Linked DNA regions of Mus musculus: region 2 is linked to region 1. The links are chromatin contacts, called in public Micro-C maps. All regions are on one chromosome and are shown on one strand. Each heading gives the region's core, a stretch centred on a gene start, on an enhancer-like site or on the middle of the called end of the contact. The rest is flanking DNA. Distances are from core to core; before and after follow the strand shown. Region 1 holds the start of Snhg10 (small nucleolar RNA host gene 10). Region 2 holds the start of Inf2 (inverted formin, FH2 and WH2 domain containing).

Region 1 (7,967 bases), core at 3,134-5,633:
TTACCCACAGGCACAGAGTTAGCATGTGGTGGGTCCAGGACAGCACCTCAGTTTCTAAAGTCAGCCTCTGAACCCATGACCCTCAGCATAGCTTGTCCCACCGACAGCTACCCGCTCACTGCACAAGCATGTACAGTCCACGGGACGGACTCACACCTCTGATGTCAGTATACACAGACAGTATTTACTGGGCCACTGGTACTCCCTGCCACTTACTTTTGACCAAACGTGTCTCTGGTATCTAGCCACCTCAACTACACCAGGATCTAGTTTGTCTACGCACAGTGTATTTTTTTTACCCTGGATCGCTGAAACATTTGCTGATCCAGCCTCCTAACAGAACAGGGTCCCATCTTGTCGTTCTCCCCCACCACAAGGTGTCACAGACACCTTACACGTGTATCTTATGTGGGACCCTCGAGGCCTGGTGGGGAGGGCAAAGGCTTTGGGCTAAACCTCTTCCTGCCTTTGTGAATAAAGTTTTATTGAATTCAGCTTGCTCACTGATTATACAGCATCCGAGTCTACTTTCCGCCTCCAACAACAGAGAAACAGAAGCAATGGTGACCCAGGAGCCCACAGTCCACCTGGCCCTTCACAGAGGAAGCTGTCTCCACCTCAGACTATCTCTCTGGGAGAAGGGAAACAGATCTGTGCATCTCCAACACTGACTGTTACAATTCCAAAGTGCTGGTGCCAGATGCCCACAGCACATGGCTGGGCCCACAGGGGCGCACCAGAGTAGTAAGTACCTAATTATTTCCTTGGATGTTCGGACACTGCTTCATAAACTCTTGCAGGCTGTGGGGAAAGGACTGGGAGGAGCTGAAGAAAACAGAGTTCACAGGTGAGGCACAGCAGGGTTCAAAGAAGGGCTTTAATATACATGAGAGCCAGATGGAAAAGCCTGGGACACAAAAACCAGCAACCAGCAGGGAGATCACCATGTCCAAAGTGACAGCTAGGCCAGGTACTCTGACCTTGTTACATAACACAACACACACACAACACACACACACAACACACACACACACAACACACACACACACAACACACACACACAACACACACACACACAACACACACGGCAATGCCGCCTAGGCTTCTGCATCGAAAGTTTACAAGTTGTAAGAACAAGAAAACATGGGGTAACGGTTATGCATTCAAAAACGTTCAGCCCCCTACCTACCCTGGCAGACACTGCTCCTGTTCTAAAGAACACGTAGAGGTGGGCATGGGACTATCAGTGAGAGCGGTCACAGAGAAGTCTGTGCCGTGACCGTGAATAACACCAGCCTCGCCTTAGCATAGTAACCAGTCACAGAAAGCCTGCCCTGCTCAAGCAGCAATGTCAGCAGCACAGGCTACTGTGCAAGCCAGGCCCCTGGCCTCCGAGCGGGAGATGCTATGTGCAGACAGGTAGGATCTCACAATGTCAGCAGCCACAGGATCCATTGCCCAGGGAACCACGAAGCAGCACTGTGCCCTGGGTTCCTCAAGAGCCCGGTGGCTGTGGCCTGTGTGTACCTCCAGGTGATAAAAGTGAGGACCGGAAGGCTTCTCAGCATCGCTCGTCCTGGATCCTGGGTGAGAACCAGAGCCCTTTGAAAACTCTGGCATGAGGGAAAAGGACAAGGACGGACCGCTGTCACAGCAGCCACACTGCAGTGGGACAGGTAAGAGGGCCCCTCCTTGCCTGCCAAAGTGAGCATGAGCTGCCTGCCTGCCTGCCCTTTGGCAAACAGGTGTAGACAAAGTCCTCTTGAAAGGCTTAACCTGGCTAGCAAAGGACAACAACAAAATCAAGAGTTTTCTTCTGTCATTTGAGCACCTAATGATGAGAGATGGATGACAGAACAGGTCTTGCTATTCTTACTCATGCTGGTTGTACCCACTCTATCGAACCTCCAGTTACACTCACAGGGGAGCGGAAAGTCTAAGCCAAAGATCCTCAGGCCCCATGTTAAACGAGATATCCTCAACGCAGCTGTCTGCTAAGAGCCCCGCTAGCAGGGCAACACGCTACCGCAGGTAGGTCCCAGCTCAGAGGCCGAAGAGTAGCCCCTTATCTTCCCCTGCAGGGAGCCACCTCTGACCCAAAGCTACTGCATGCCCTGAGCCAGATAACCCCAGAGCCTCACAAGCAGCCAAATGTTAGCTGAGGAGGAAAACGCAGGGTTCAGAGCACAATGCCTGGCTTGCCATCATTCCTGTTAGCACTCATTACCTCGCCTCCCTTTCTCTGCTTTACCGCCCATCAACACTATCACAGGGAACAAGTGTGGGGTTAGCCACTTAACAACATGGAGGAAAAGTGCTTTGGAAGCCATCAGATTCAATAATAAAGTTGCTGCCACGTGGTGGGTGCCTTCTGTGCCAGAGAGGATGACATTATTATATACAGTAGAGAAGGGGGTGGGGGGTTCCCACAATGCAGTGCAGCCTGACTTTGAACTGGTGGTCCCCCTGCCTCCGCCTGAAGAGAGCTGGGTTATGGAAGTGAGTTACTATACCCGGCTGTAATTCTTATTTTCTCTCGTTTCCTCGTGGACTCTGCCAGGTTCGGTGTCATAATCTTCATTATACTGAGAAGGCAGTATAATGAAGTAGTATTACAGTAGGCTGTGCTGCAGACCCACCACAGATGATTCCAAGCCAAACCTGCTCTCCACGGCCCCAGCCTCATCAAGAAGAATGACCATACGACGAACAACTATAATCAGTAATTGCAAATGTTGCATACTCCATTCTAACACAGACAAGTCTCCTCTCAGCACAGTGACCAACCCAGAGCACTAAATCAGTAAGATGGGGGGGGGGGGGCTACTTGAATACAGGGTTCCCCGGATTCCACTGAAGGAGGAGCAGGGTGCGGGGAGGGGGCAGCTTTCCCATTACCCGGCCCACCTTGACCGATTCTTGCCAAGAATCAGAACCAAATCCCTGGCCTTTCTCTTCCTCGCTCACAGCAAGCACAAGACGGAGAGAAAGGCGCCTGCCTGGTACTGTGTATAAAGGATTCCAACTAGACGTCAGGACGCAGTCGCTTTGCCTTGGGGCCAGTAAAAAGCTGTTCTGCTCTCTGCCCTTTGGGCCCAACCTGGCCGCAGTTTGCTAATCTGGTCGGGGGTCAGAAGTTTTCTTAGTGGCTTCCTCTTTCCGCTGAGCCTCTACCATGTCTTAGTCTCCACACACTGTTCTTTGATGCTACAGTATCTAAAAAACAAACTTCGTGTCTTTCCCAACGTGAGTCCGGCTAGACTATGGTGAAACCTTCTCTCCAGCAAGAAGACAGTCCCTGACCCTCGGGGCCTTAAACATTATTAGTCAGCCTCTGACCTCGTTAGGCACACACAGGCAAGCCTGAAACCTCTTCCCTACATACGTAGTAGCATCAGTCCCTCACCTAGCAAGTACGCTGCTGGCTTCCAAGCCCTCAAATTGTCCCCAAGGGTATTCGCAGTGAGTCCCCCTCTCAGCCAGCCACTCCCCAGTCGACCTGCTCAGAGGGGATCATGATGCCGACTACCCCCTCTCCTATGCAGTCAGAAACATCTCGCCCCGAGGTGGGCCGAGGCGAACCCTCCGCCCATGTGGCTACACAACCAGGGAAGGCCCTTGCTCCTCGGGATCTGCTCAAGTTCACCGCGCCCTCGCAATCGGATCCCACGGGCCTGACCTTGCCTCAGCTCCGGGTCGTCCAGCACGTTGTAGGCCGCATAGTCGCGAACACCGTGCAGCCGCAGAATCTGCACCACGGCGTTGCTGAAGCCGCACTGGGGCTGCTCGGGCGTCCCCTTGAGGAACACCACCACCTTGTCCTTCTTCACCAGCGCGTCCAGCTGCTCCGCCTGGCCGCCCGAGCTCGCCGCCCGCACGCCGGCTCCGGGCAGGCCACCGCCACCAGCGCTTCGCCCCCAGCGCAGCAGAGCCGCCGCCGCCCGGCTCAGGGACGCGCTCATGCCCGCTCGCTGTCCACCGCCTCTGCGGCCACTCCAGGGCTTACAGAGCCCGTGGTGTCCGGCCGGCCCACCAGAGGCTCTCATTGGACAAGCTCTGGGATGAGTCTCGTGATTGGACAATACTGGCTCAATTCCACCAATCACATCGCTTACACCGTAGGGTGGGCCTTCCCTGGGAGCCGCGTCCTACAGGCTTGCTAGTGAGCGAGGACGACCGCTTTGCGTGTTGATTGGACAAATCGGACGTCCGTCGGTGAAGGGCATGAAGAGGCGTGACTAGAGGAAGCCGGCTTTCCTCGTGCGGGCGTTCGAGGCCTGGCCGGATACGCCAAGATGATAGGGCAGGCGCGAGGCGGGGCTTCTGCCGCCCGCGGCACGCCGGGAAGGAGTCACGTCCAGACGCAGCTTCCGGTTCCTTTTGCGGTGATTGCTACGGTAACGCGGCCGGTAGTCCTGCGATGGCGTGCACCAGAGAGGAGGTGGCCTTCCATGCCTCACCGGCTGAGGCCAGCCGCGAACCTGGCGTGTCCTGGTCTGCCCGGGGCTCCAGCCTCCGACCCGCCATGCACATGGACATCCAAGCCGTGTCCTGCGGCCTCCCGTGGGATTCTTCCTCCAGAATGAGGTTTTTTTTTTTTTTAGCATAAAACTATAAGTATTGTGTATGTATGATCTGCGTGCATGCATCTTCAGAAGACGACTTTTATAAAGGGTCCGGGGATGGAACTCTAGCTTGCAGGGTAAGTCCCTTGGCACGCTGAGCCCTCTCCCTGGCCTCTAGAATGATGCTCTTCTCGTAGAAACGTGTAAAGTGCTCTAGCCGTGGGACGGCTGGCTTTGGGGTCTCGGTGACTACTGGGGTCGGGAAGGATTGAAAGAACAAGGGAATTGGTGGGTTGCCGGGCCCTGTGGCCATTGTCTGCAACGTTGCCTTGCCTCTTAAGAGGCTGAGGCAGGAGGATCAGTTGAACTCAGGAGTTCTAAATAAGCCCGAGTCAGCCCGGGCCGTACAGCAGGACCCTTTTTAAGAGGGAAAACGGAGGGTGAGGATGTAGCTCAGTAGGAAGTCGTTTTCCTAGTGTAAGCGACGTCCAGAGTTCCACCCCGTCACATGCACACAGACAGTAATAAAAGAGAGTATTCTCTTAGTGAATTCCGGTGTAGATGATGATGGCCCCAGGGTAGAGTGCTTGCTTGCACATCTGCTGGGGATGGTGCAGAAGAGTGGGCAGGCGCGTCGTTTTTTTACATGGACTTCCCCCTAGAACAGAGCCCCGGGTGTGGTCAGTTCTCCCGCCGGTAGTACGCAGATCCAGATCCTGGCCAGCAGGCCTCCGCAGCCCACTATCTAATCTGCAGTCTTGGCCCTGCGCTGGGTTAGCGGTACCCTAGAGCACACCAGACTTGCAGAGAAAGCAGACAACAGAGGAAGCTGAGGCATGCCTGCTCGAGAGGCAGCAGGCCCATGTGCAATTTTCCTCTGATAGGGCCTGGGTACTGTTGCCACGGTGATAATGGCTGTGCCGTGTCATTGTCGATCCACCAACAGTCAGAGAAGCTTGGCAGTCAAGATATTGTTTAGCAGACGGAGCGGTTTCTGTTGGACACTAAGTACTGCCACAAAACCTCGAGCGACTAAGCGTGTTGCCGGAGGTGGTCTGTTTGCACCCGGGGAGTGAATGTAAAAAATCAGAGTTCACACAGAGTGAGCCATGGGATGTGCTAAGCTGTGGCTCAGAGGGAAACCGGAGCCACTCGCTCTGAAGACAGATGGGAACCAACCGCCTGGCGGGTTCCTTGTCATTGTATTGATTCCTGGTTTTTTTATTTTTTTCTGATGGCAAGCCCCAAACTAAAATCTTGTTATTTTGCAGATCCTCTGATTCCAGGTACCATACAAAGATGTTTACAAGAAATGCAGAGGTAAAACAGCTGCTCCGAAAGCCAACCTTTTGTGTCCTTAACGGCAGAGTGTCAGTTAAATCGCCCCAGCGCCCGGAAGCTTTTATTCATGTTTACACTGCTGTGAGTAGTTATAAATAAATAAACCAATAAATAAATGCTGGCAGTTTGCTTCTGGGAAGCTGTGTGTCTCGTCTACTCTCAGCCGTCCAATTGGCTTTGGTGCTCACTGGGTGAAGGGAAAGACTTTGCAGACTGCTCTGGGGACCTGGAAGCAGAGCAGTGGTGGCAAACAGCATGTTGCTAACTATTAGTGGTAACAAAACTCCTGGCCCAAAAAAAAAAAAAAAAAATAGCAGCTTAAGGGAGTAAGGGTTTACCTTGTCTCCCAGCTGGCAGGTGCAGGGATCATGGCAAGAGCTTGAGGTGGCTGGTTGCATGGCATCCAGCAAAGAGATGAACACCGCTGCCTGCCTCCAGGTCCCCATCCTGCAGGGGTCAGCGGCTCCTCCTCCCTACGTAAACCTTTCTGGAAGCATCCTCATAGACAGACACATCCTCAGGAGTTTCCATGGTGACTGTGAATCCCGTCGAGGTGACAGTGGAGACAGAGCTTTCACACTGACTTTATGTATAGTTCGTTGGCCTAGGAAAGAGTTTTCTCTTTAAGTCATCAGATATCTAGTACAGCTGTCACGTAGTAACATTAAAGTTAACCAAGTGGGACGATTGCCAAGCCCGATTTCCAGAAATGCAGCACCGCTGCCTAGTTGAAGTGACACACACCTTTGATCCCAGCGCTTGGGAGGTGTAGGCCCATGGATCTGAGTTCAAGGCCAGCTCAGTCTACATAGTGAGTTCCAGTCCAACCAAGGATACATAATTTAATAATTTAATAAGACCATCTTAAAATGTGTGTGTGTGTGTGGTATAAGACTGTTTTCAAGCCGTTGCTTTAGAAATCTTCAAATGAAAGTGTGAAGAAAGTACGCTTCTGAAGCGTCCATCAGAACTGCGCTCTGGACAGCTTGTGTGTCACCGCGGTGTGTGTCCCCAGTGGGGAAGCGGAAGGGGAGTTTGCTTTCAAGGGTCCTAGGATTTGGGTAAAACAACATCATAATTAAACTGCAAAAGTTCACCTTGGCAATATGTGACTCGGGCATGTCACAGTGTCTCTCTTTCCCTGCGTTCAGATGAGGTCCTGCTTCCATTCCAAACCCCGTGAGGCCAGTGGGAACAATGACTGAGTCTTTTGTGTCTCAGCCCCACACCAGCCAGGGTGGGGACTGTGGAGCTGAGTGGTCTCCAGCTCCCACCCCCTTTCCTTCTGACACAACTAGTGCTACCACCTGATACCCTTTACAGTAACCAGCTTTTAGAAGAGGGGAGGATGGCTCAGTGGTTAAGAGCACTGGCTGCTCTTCTAGAGATCCTGAGTTCAATTCCCAGCACCCACCTTGTAGCTCACAACTTTCTGTTACGCTGGTTCCAGGCAACGTCTGTGGACACAGACACGCACACAGGCAAAACACTGGTACACCATAAGCAAAAATTACACCAGGTGACACGTGCCTGGCCCTGCTGCCCAGAGCTTTGAAGGTGCTGCCCTAAGAGAAAAGTGGCTCTCTGGGTTACAGGGGTGGAGCCTCCAGTAAAGATGGCTCTTGGGACCCAGAAACCCACAACCTGAGCTGAAGCCTGACCCACCCCCGTGTGACACTTAACAACAGAGCATCAGCTCAGCCCCCGCCATTAACCGAATGCCCAGACAACACCTACAGGCATGTGGAAACCAGGCAGAGCCAGTCTTTCCAAGAGGTGGCAATGCCTTTGAATTTTGACTACCTTTCTCTCCAACACAGCTAATTTATATTTTATTTTCGACTTGGTTATGGTTTCATTTTTGTTACGTTTCTTGAGATAGCCTTGCCATTAGAGCCTTAGTCAGGCCTAAAATGAGATCGTGCCGTAGCTTCCTTGAAGGCTGGGATTACAGGTGTGTCCTACCATGCCTTGAAGCCTTTTGTAAGTACTTAACTGATCTTAGTTGTGGATAACCTAGTCCCTACATCAGAGATTCTGGCTGGCACAGGCTCTCCTTGC
Region 2 (7,967 bases), core at 2,263-4,762, 7.6 Mb before region 1:
GGCAACGCAGTACGCGTAGATCTGGGATGCTCTGAGCAAGTCCAGCTCTGCAAACATATGGGATGCTATGACAGCCCAGGAAGGGGCTGCTGCCCAGGTACTATGACTTTGCCAGGCTTCTCTTGGGGTCTAGGCTGCCCTCCTCAAGCCCATTTGCCTTCCCAGGAGTCCACATGCCACAGGAATTAGCCAGGGGCAGGAGACTTACAGAGGCTTTCTAGACTGTCCCATCCCCTTTTCTGTCCTGTCTGCTTCCTACAGAAAGGAAAGCCATCGAGAGGGTGGGACAGGAAAGCAGCCTTGGCCGTCCTGTCCTCACACAGTGGTGAAGAGTCCTGGCCTGAGGTGCACACCCTTTAGTCAACTTGACACAAGCTAGAGTCATCTGGCAAGGGGATCCTCAGCTGAGAAAAGGCCTCTGTCACATTGCCTCTGGGAAAGTCTACAGTGCATTTTCTTGACTAGTGATGGATGTGGGTAGGCTTGGCCCATGGAAGGTGGTGCTTCCCCGGGCAGGTGGTCCTGGAAATACCCTAAGAGAGCAGGGTTAACAGGCCTTGAGAAGCAAGCCAGTAAGCAGTCCTCCTCCTGGCTTCTGCTTCAGTTCCTGCCTCGGGTTCCTGCCCTGTCTTCTCTCAGTGATGGACTGTGGCCTGGGAGCTGTAAGATGAAGTAAGCCCTTTCCTCCTCAGGTTGTCTTATGTTTCTGTCGGTTTGGGTCATGGTGTTTTATCACAGCAATAGCAACACTAACTGTGACATCCCCCTCAGCCACACCCGACTCCATCTACCAATACCTGATGAACCGGGCACTAGGTGTTCAAGGCAGCAGGTCCTGTTATAGTCACTGGAGGAGAGGGAGACTGGAGGGTGAGCTTGCTTTTCACACACCCCGTCTAGACACTCAGCAGAGGCTACCTGACCTGGACAAAGCCTTCTACTCTCTGAACTGCAGTGTCCAGTCCTGAGACCTTGTCATGTGGCGAACACTTGCTCATTTAGGTCAGGCTACCAGGACAAAGGCCACATATTAGGGCCTCATCCTCACACCTCCATAATAGGGAATACGGGGGTAAGAGGGCTTTGTGTGGCATATGACTGGATACGACCTCCTGGCAGGGGGTGATGTGGGGACAGGACCTGATGTCTACAGCACCAGGCACTGTAAGTGCCTCCTGTCGGAACAGACAGTAGCTCACATACTCTCCAGACAAAGTGAGAGCCAAAGGGCCAGATGGGTCCCGTCAGCCCTTGGCTTGTCTCCTCTCAGCACGCAGACCTGCTCACAGACTGTGGGAGGTGAGGGGAATAGGGATTGGGGACAGTGCTCGAGGGATGACAGAGGTAGCCCCAGCAAAGGACTGGCACTAATTAGCTCCAGTCCTGTTCCTTATGTAATCACACTTTAGGACAGGGGCACAGGGAACACAGGCTCAGCCGGCACGTTCCCCTACCCAGTTCCTGTACAGCTGGTGTTGACATGTGCTATGTGCCCTGGTAGCTGTGAATGGATCCATGTGCTGGGTAGGGGCAGCTGTGAATAGATCCATGTACTGGGTGCTGGGTGCTGGGTAGGGGCAGCTGTGAATAGATCCATGTACTGGGTGCTGGGTAGTGGTAGCTGTGAACAGATCCATGTACTGGGTGCTGAGCAGGGGTAGCTCTAAACAGATCCTACTTTGGTTCAAGGCCCAGGCTGTCTGAACATTCTCACAAGACCTTCCTCACTTAGGTCAGGCTAACCAGGGTGAAGGCCACATATTAGGGCCCCATTCTCACACCTCCAGTGACAGGGGGGGGTCCATCGTCCCTTTCTACATCAGATGTTCCTAGGCCCGTTCCCCTTATGGTTCCCCTTATGGTAGCCCCGAGAGACTAACTCTGAAGCTCACTCTAAAAAGAGAGAGGTATACCCTCTCTAACCACAATGCCCACTGGCCAAGGAACTATGCACCTATTAAACACCTGCTGTGTGCAGGGTCAGGCAGTACAATATTAGGCCCCATCCTTCAGACCGTGAGGACCCTCACAGAGCCCAAGGACTCAGCCTACTCCGGAGACCGCCACCATTCCTGCCCAGAATGGCCCAGCAGCAGCCTGCCTGCACCCACAGGTGTCCCCATCACCCACCATCCTGCAATTCTCCTGCCTCCTCCAACAGCTTTCATAAGCCTGAAAACTTTCCCCTGTAACAAGTGCACTTTGGTAGAAGGTGAACGAGTCTATTTAAGGTAGGTGCTTTCAGGTCTCAGCACAGCGAGATGGGTGCAATTAGCTAGACAGCCATCAGCACCCCCACAAAATGAGGGGCCTCAGCTGGAGGTTAACCCCTCAGGAGCAGAACCCTTGCCAACAGCCTGCTTGGGTACCAGGGAGGGAAGCTTAGAGACCGCCAGGAAAAGGTAGGAAGGCAGAGCCAGGCAGGGCAACTCCTACCTGGTCCTAGGGGGACCCCCAGCTAGGTCAACTTGCACAGCTGCTCCCCAACCAATGGGTTGGGACAGGGAGAAGCCTTAGTCTCCAGCCTTGGAACAAACACCTTTTTTTTTTTTTTTTTTTTTTTTTTGCTCTAGGGGTTACAGTGTCTGCTTCCCAAATGCCCCCTGCCCTGGGTGACACCCTGAAGGGATACAGTCTGAGACACTCTCCTCACCCTTCAAGTTTAGAGAAGGAATTGAGGCCCAGAGAGGACGGGTAAGGAGGGACTTCCCAACTCTGGCTTCGACCCGGGCGTGCAAGCTTTAGAGTGGGTGCACTGACCTGGAGCCCAAGGCAGGAAGGAGCAGGGTCATTTTTGCCGCTGACTCCTGGTGTGTCCAACCTGTCACCGTGTGCCACCGGGCACTGAGCGGTTAGAAGACGGGACACACGGGCCCATAGACGGCTCTCCATCCCATAGTCCTCTAGGGAGTCCACCAAAGCATAGTTGGGCTTTCTGCTAAGATCACCTTCATTCCCAGCGTCCTTGCCCAGGAGGAGGGTAGACAGGGGTAGCCACAAGAAACAGAGCTGTGTCACTCTCTCAGGTCTGCCTTAGCCCACCGGCGGCGGGCATCTTTAGAAGCTAGCTGTCAGGGCGGGGCCGCAAGCTCGCCCTGTGCTATCCCGGAGGCGGACCTCCAGTTGAAGTTTATTTTCTCAACTGTGGCTGATTCATGGTCAGGATGTGGTAGCCGCAAGGTGGGGGAACTCCTCCAGTCCGACCCGGAGCAAACACCCTATGAGCAGTGAGCATCATCTCCATATCAGCCCGTAGTCGAGGGCCAAGAGCGCGGGACCAGGTTCTTGGCCACCTTGGTGCACACGCGGCAGTCCGCTCCTCAACCCCAACCATTTCCCTCACTGCCCCCAGACTCGGTTTCCCTCTGCGTTCCAGGCTAGCCCGAAGCCGCGGACTTACCGGGTGGGGGTACAGCCGAGAGATGGTGCAGAGTGCTGTGTCCCGGCGCCGGAGCGTCTGGGGCTGCGGGCGGCGGCCTCGCGGCTGCTTTCCGCACAGTCTAACCGCGCTCGCGGGCCGGGCGGGGCTGGAGGGAGGAAGGGGAGGTGCGGCCCCACCCGGCGGCGGCCACGTGGGGGGCGGTGCTGCCCGGGGCGGGGCGGGGTGGGGTCTCCAAGGAAGCCCTGCCCACCCGGGTCTGGCATCTCTGCGGGGGCGGAGAGATGAAAAGGAATGGGACATTCCGGGACTCTCTAGAGACCTGCTGGGAATGGCCCTTTTGCCTCCGACCTCACTGTCAGTTCCCGCCCAGGCTCCCTAGCACGTTCCTTATCTCTCCCCTACGCTGGCCATCTGGTGGACTCACGAGTTGGTCAGGTTCTCCACCACCTCTGGTCCAGCTCTGCCTCCCACACGGGAGCCCTGCTGTAGGCTGCTGATCTTGAGAGTCCTCCGATGTCCCTACCTTCATCCTTTTTTCACTGGAGGTAGCTATTTCCAGTTTCTAGCTCTGTCCTGAGGACCTGCTGAAGTGCTCTCCCTGGCCCTAGCCTGGGCTGTGCGCCCTCAGTTTCTCCAGCTTGAAGTTGTACCTTTAAAAGGTTTATGAACGTGAATAAAGGGTCTCCACTTACTTGAGCCTTGAATCTTCCAAGCTGGGTGGAGGGCATGTGGCGGGTGGGCAGAGTGAAGGGCTCTGGATCTCCTGTAGCCATTCTATCCTGGACACAGCATCATGCTTGGGGGTTTATGTGCTCTTCTGCCACATGGGATTAAGCACAGCCTTGGCTGCCTGTAAATGTCCATCTCAGTATTCTGTGCCCCCTGCTCGGCCCTATCATCTCAAGCGCAGGGCCAAAAGCAACCTTTGATAGCTAGCCAGTGTTGGGATGGCCCCAAAGTGCTTGGTGTGCACCGCCAAGGCAGGTGCTGACTGGCTCTTGGACACTGCCCAGCCTGGGATGTAAGTCTTGGCCGTTCCTGTAGTGGGACTCAGCTGTTCTTAGAATGCACAGTCCCTGCAGCCACCAAATGAGCCACTCAGCCCCACTAACGCTCAGCACAGAGACCTTCTGTCTGGGCTGCAATTCTGGTTACCCAACATCACCTAGGTCTGGTGGCTCCTTCTGGGAAGGGGTCAGCAAGGTTTACTCACTCTGTCCTGGGCCTTTGGTCAGAGGGTGTGTTTATTTACCCAAAAGGAGGAATGTGACTATGGCCCCAGCCTGGAGGACTGTTGGCCTCAGCCTGTCACCATCCCTCATTCCCTCATCCCCCCATGAGACCGCAGTGGCTGTGTTTGGGAACTGTGTCATCTTTCCAGGTTCTTCTGCAGTGGCCCTGAGGGAGGTGCGGCCCTGTTGGAGCTGTTCCTCAGGGTCAGGCCAAGCCATGAGAGGCCAGAGCAGGATGAAGCGGGCAGAGTAGCTAGTTGGTAGCTGGGGTCAGGGTTCAGAGATCTGGCAGTTTGTGGCTCTGGATGCTGCAGGAGTGGGAGTTTCCCTTGAACCTCAGCTTGGGCTCTCTGTGGCCACAGAAGTGACGTTTCTGCTTCAGGAGCGTCACCTGCCTGAGTGCGGTGGCTGTTCTCGGGCCTTTCCCATTTCCTTTTTTGATTGTTTTGTGAGTTGTTGCACTACATAGCTTAGAAATATCGATTCTCCTGTCGCAGCCCTTGGAAAGTAATAGGATTGCAGGATTGTGCTACCATAGTGTTTCTCTCTCTCTCTTTCTCTGTCTCTCTCTGTGTGTCTCTGTGTCTCTTTGTCTCTGTTGGTTCACTGTCTCTGTGTCTGTCCCTCTATATCTCTGTGTCTGTCTCTCTCTCTCTCTCTCTCTATGTCTTTGTGTCTGTCTCTGTCTCTCGTCTCTGTCTGCCTCTCTGTCTCTTTCTCTCTGTGTGTCTCTCTCTGTGTCTCTGTCTCTCTATGTCTCTATGTTTCTCTCTGTCTGCCTCTCTGTCTTTTTCTATCTCTGTCTCTCTCTGTGTCTCTGTCTGCTTGTCTTTGTCTTTCTCTGTGTCTCTGTGTCTGTTTTTGTGTCTTTGTCTCTGACTCTCTGTGTCTCTGTGTCTCTGTGTCTATGTCTGTCTCTCTGTCTCTGTCTGCCTCTCTGTCTCTTTCTCTCTGTGAGTCTTTCTCTCTGTCTCTCTCTGCTTGTTCTTTCTCTACTCCTCTGTCACCCTCGGGTGCATTACCAAAGTGGCCTCAGAAATGTGCTTTCTCTGGCCATACCCAGCACACTGGGCCCCAAATGGCTTTCTTTCTAGTAACCATAGCTATGGGCAGCACAAATTCTGGAGTGTGAGTCTGTCCTCACAGCTGGAAGTACACACAGGGCTCCTCGAAGCTTAACACTAGATGCCTACAGACATGCAGGTCTGCACCAGCCACCCATGACCTGGGCTGACTGCACACTCAGGTAGAGTCCCACACACCTGCCCACACTGAGAGTGTGCCCCATGTGGACATGTTGGGGCCTCCACCTGAGGAGAGCTCACTACTGCTTCATCAAGAACCAGAGACTGGCTGTGATCAGAGCAAGGGCGGAGCAGACCTCAGTACTGCCAGCTTGAGCTTCTCTGGGAACAAAGCAAGCAGGCGTGGGTGTTTCCAAAGAGAACGCTTCCAGCTGGGTGGAATGGTTGGCCTGGTGTACAAAGCCCAGACAAACAGCAGGTATAGCAGGTGACTCCTTACAGTCAGAGGGGGTACTTCATTCAGGCTGGGACTCCAAGAAGCAGCAGACTAGGTTTCATTTCCTCTGTCATTTGTGTTCCTTTTTATCTTTTGCTCTTGGAAACTGTTTCTTTTCTCTTCCTCCTGGGTTCACTGAGACCCCTTCTGATGGTGTGATAGAAGAAGTAAAAGCATATCCACGCACCACTCCTCTACCCACCGGCCTTGAACGGGTGTCTGAGAAAGACAAGAGCAGCCGAGTTACCTTGGCATGAGTGAAACGGCTCTCATTGGTTCTAGCCCCAAGCCCATACCCTGACTATGACTGTGTTGTACAGCCCTCGAAGGCCTCCATGCCCCTCACAGCATCCCTTCGCAACCCCCCTTTCTCTTGTGTCTCCATGAATGCTCAGAGACTCCCTAAGTGCTTGTTGCAGAAGATAGACACTAGAGAGGACCCATCCCTTACCCAAGGGGGGTCAGGTTGGAACAAGGACCAAGCACCTGCTTTGAAAAGGCACAATGAACAGTTTGGTTGGTCAAGGACTTAGGTCAGAAGAGAGCTCTATCCTGTTTGGATATTGCACAACACATCAGAGCATTATCTGAGATCTGCGGATTCTGTGTTCGTGAATATGCCTACTCACTGAAATCTATCTGCAGCCCTAAGATCAATACCGGATGTACATTTGCAGCCCTTCACAGGCACATATTCATCGAGAAAGTCGGGCTCACAGATGGATGGGTGGAGGTTCTCCCCATCTCTTTAGCGCATGATCTTGCATTTGGGCTTCTTATTGGTGATCTTACCAAAGTGAGCAGAGCTGTAAGCTCCAAAAGGCCCTATTGTGCCTTGTGAAGAGAACATGTGTGGTCCATGTATGAGTTCTGGTGCTGCAGTCCAGAGTCGGTGTCAATGAAGCAGCAACACATTAAACAGGGCATGTGGAAGACGTTACCAGAGGCTCTCAGGCACCTATGCTCGTATCTCCTCAGCAGCACAGCTCAGCCTTTGTTAGTCACACCTGGCCGATGGCCCATAGCAGAGACACGTCAGCCTTTATTATGTCAGTAGCTTTATGGAACATAGGGACTAATAAAACAATGTATGTATTCAGCTGATTGTTTTATAGCATGGCAAGTTTTCGTTCTTATCCACCCTGGAGCCGCCAGCCAGGAAACACTTGAGACCCCTCAAAATTTCACTGTGTATTCTCAGCCCCCACATTTGCACCCCTGGAGACGAGGTCATTCCTCCTCTTGCCTGTTCAGTTTCAGATTTTCTTTTTTGGCCAGGGTTAGAATTTTATAGCACATCCACCCTTGCAATTCTACAGAAACCTTTGGCTCATTAGTGCTTTCCTGTATTTCTAACTTGTTCACACCCACACTTACACACACCCTTACAAACACACATACTCACGAACACACACTCACAACATACACTTAAACACTCACACACATATACACACTCACATTCACACATGCTCACATGCACACACTCACACACACTGGAACACACATACACTTATACTCATATTCACACACTCATACACACTCACACACATACACACACTCATACACATACACACATTCACATACACTCACACACATGTATTTTTTGAGAACTTCACATACAAGCACTACGTCTATAACACTCCTGCCCCTTGTTCCCCCCACTAACTCTTCACTAGTTTCCCCAAAATTCATGATCCCTTCTTTGATTTATTGTTACACACACACACACACACACACACACACACGCACATATGCATATGTGTATGTATAACCTACTGAGTTCATTTAAAATATGCTTATTCTATTTTACTTTACATGTGTGGATATTTTTG

What was found. Hi-C and Micro-C count contacts between places; a contact is called where the count stands out from the background.
Region 2: a Micro-C map of the G1E-ER4 cell line shows a contact between it and region 1, with 5 times the contacts expected there. The contact joins the promoter of Inf2 here to the promoter of Snhg10 in region 1.

The regions. Positions count from the first base shown.
Region 1 is chr12:105,028,695-105,036,661 of GRCm38.p6, reverse strand. Snhg10 (small nucleolar RNA host gene 10) reads left to right here and starts at 4,383. Exons shown (of 2, transcript NR_003145.3): 1 at 4,383-4,702; 2 at 5,837-6,045. Glrx5 (glutaredoxin 5) reads right to left here and starts at 4,044. Exons shown (of 2, transcript NM_028419.3): 1 at 3,680-4,044. The coding sequence starts at 3,962. Mir3069 (microRNA 3069) reads left to right here and starts at 5,521; the gene lies at 5,521-5,585. Gm46374 (a long non-coding RNA gene) reads left to right here. Exons shown (of 3, transcript XR_003950254.1): 1 at 1-1,676; 2 at 2,561-2,803; 3 at 2,970-3,684. It also overlaps Scarna13.
Region 2 is chr12:112,584,329-112,592,295 of GRCm38.p6, reverse strand. Inf2 (inverted formin, FH2 and WH2 domain containing) reads right to left here and starts at 3,512. Exons shown (of 23, transcript NM_198411.2): 1 at 3,401-3,512.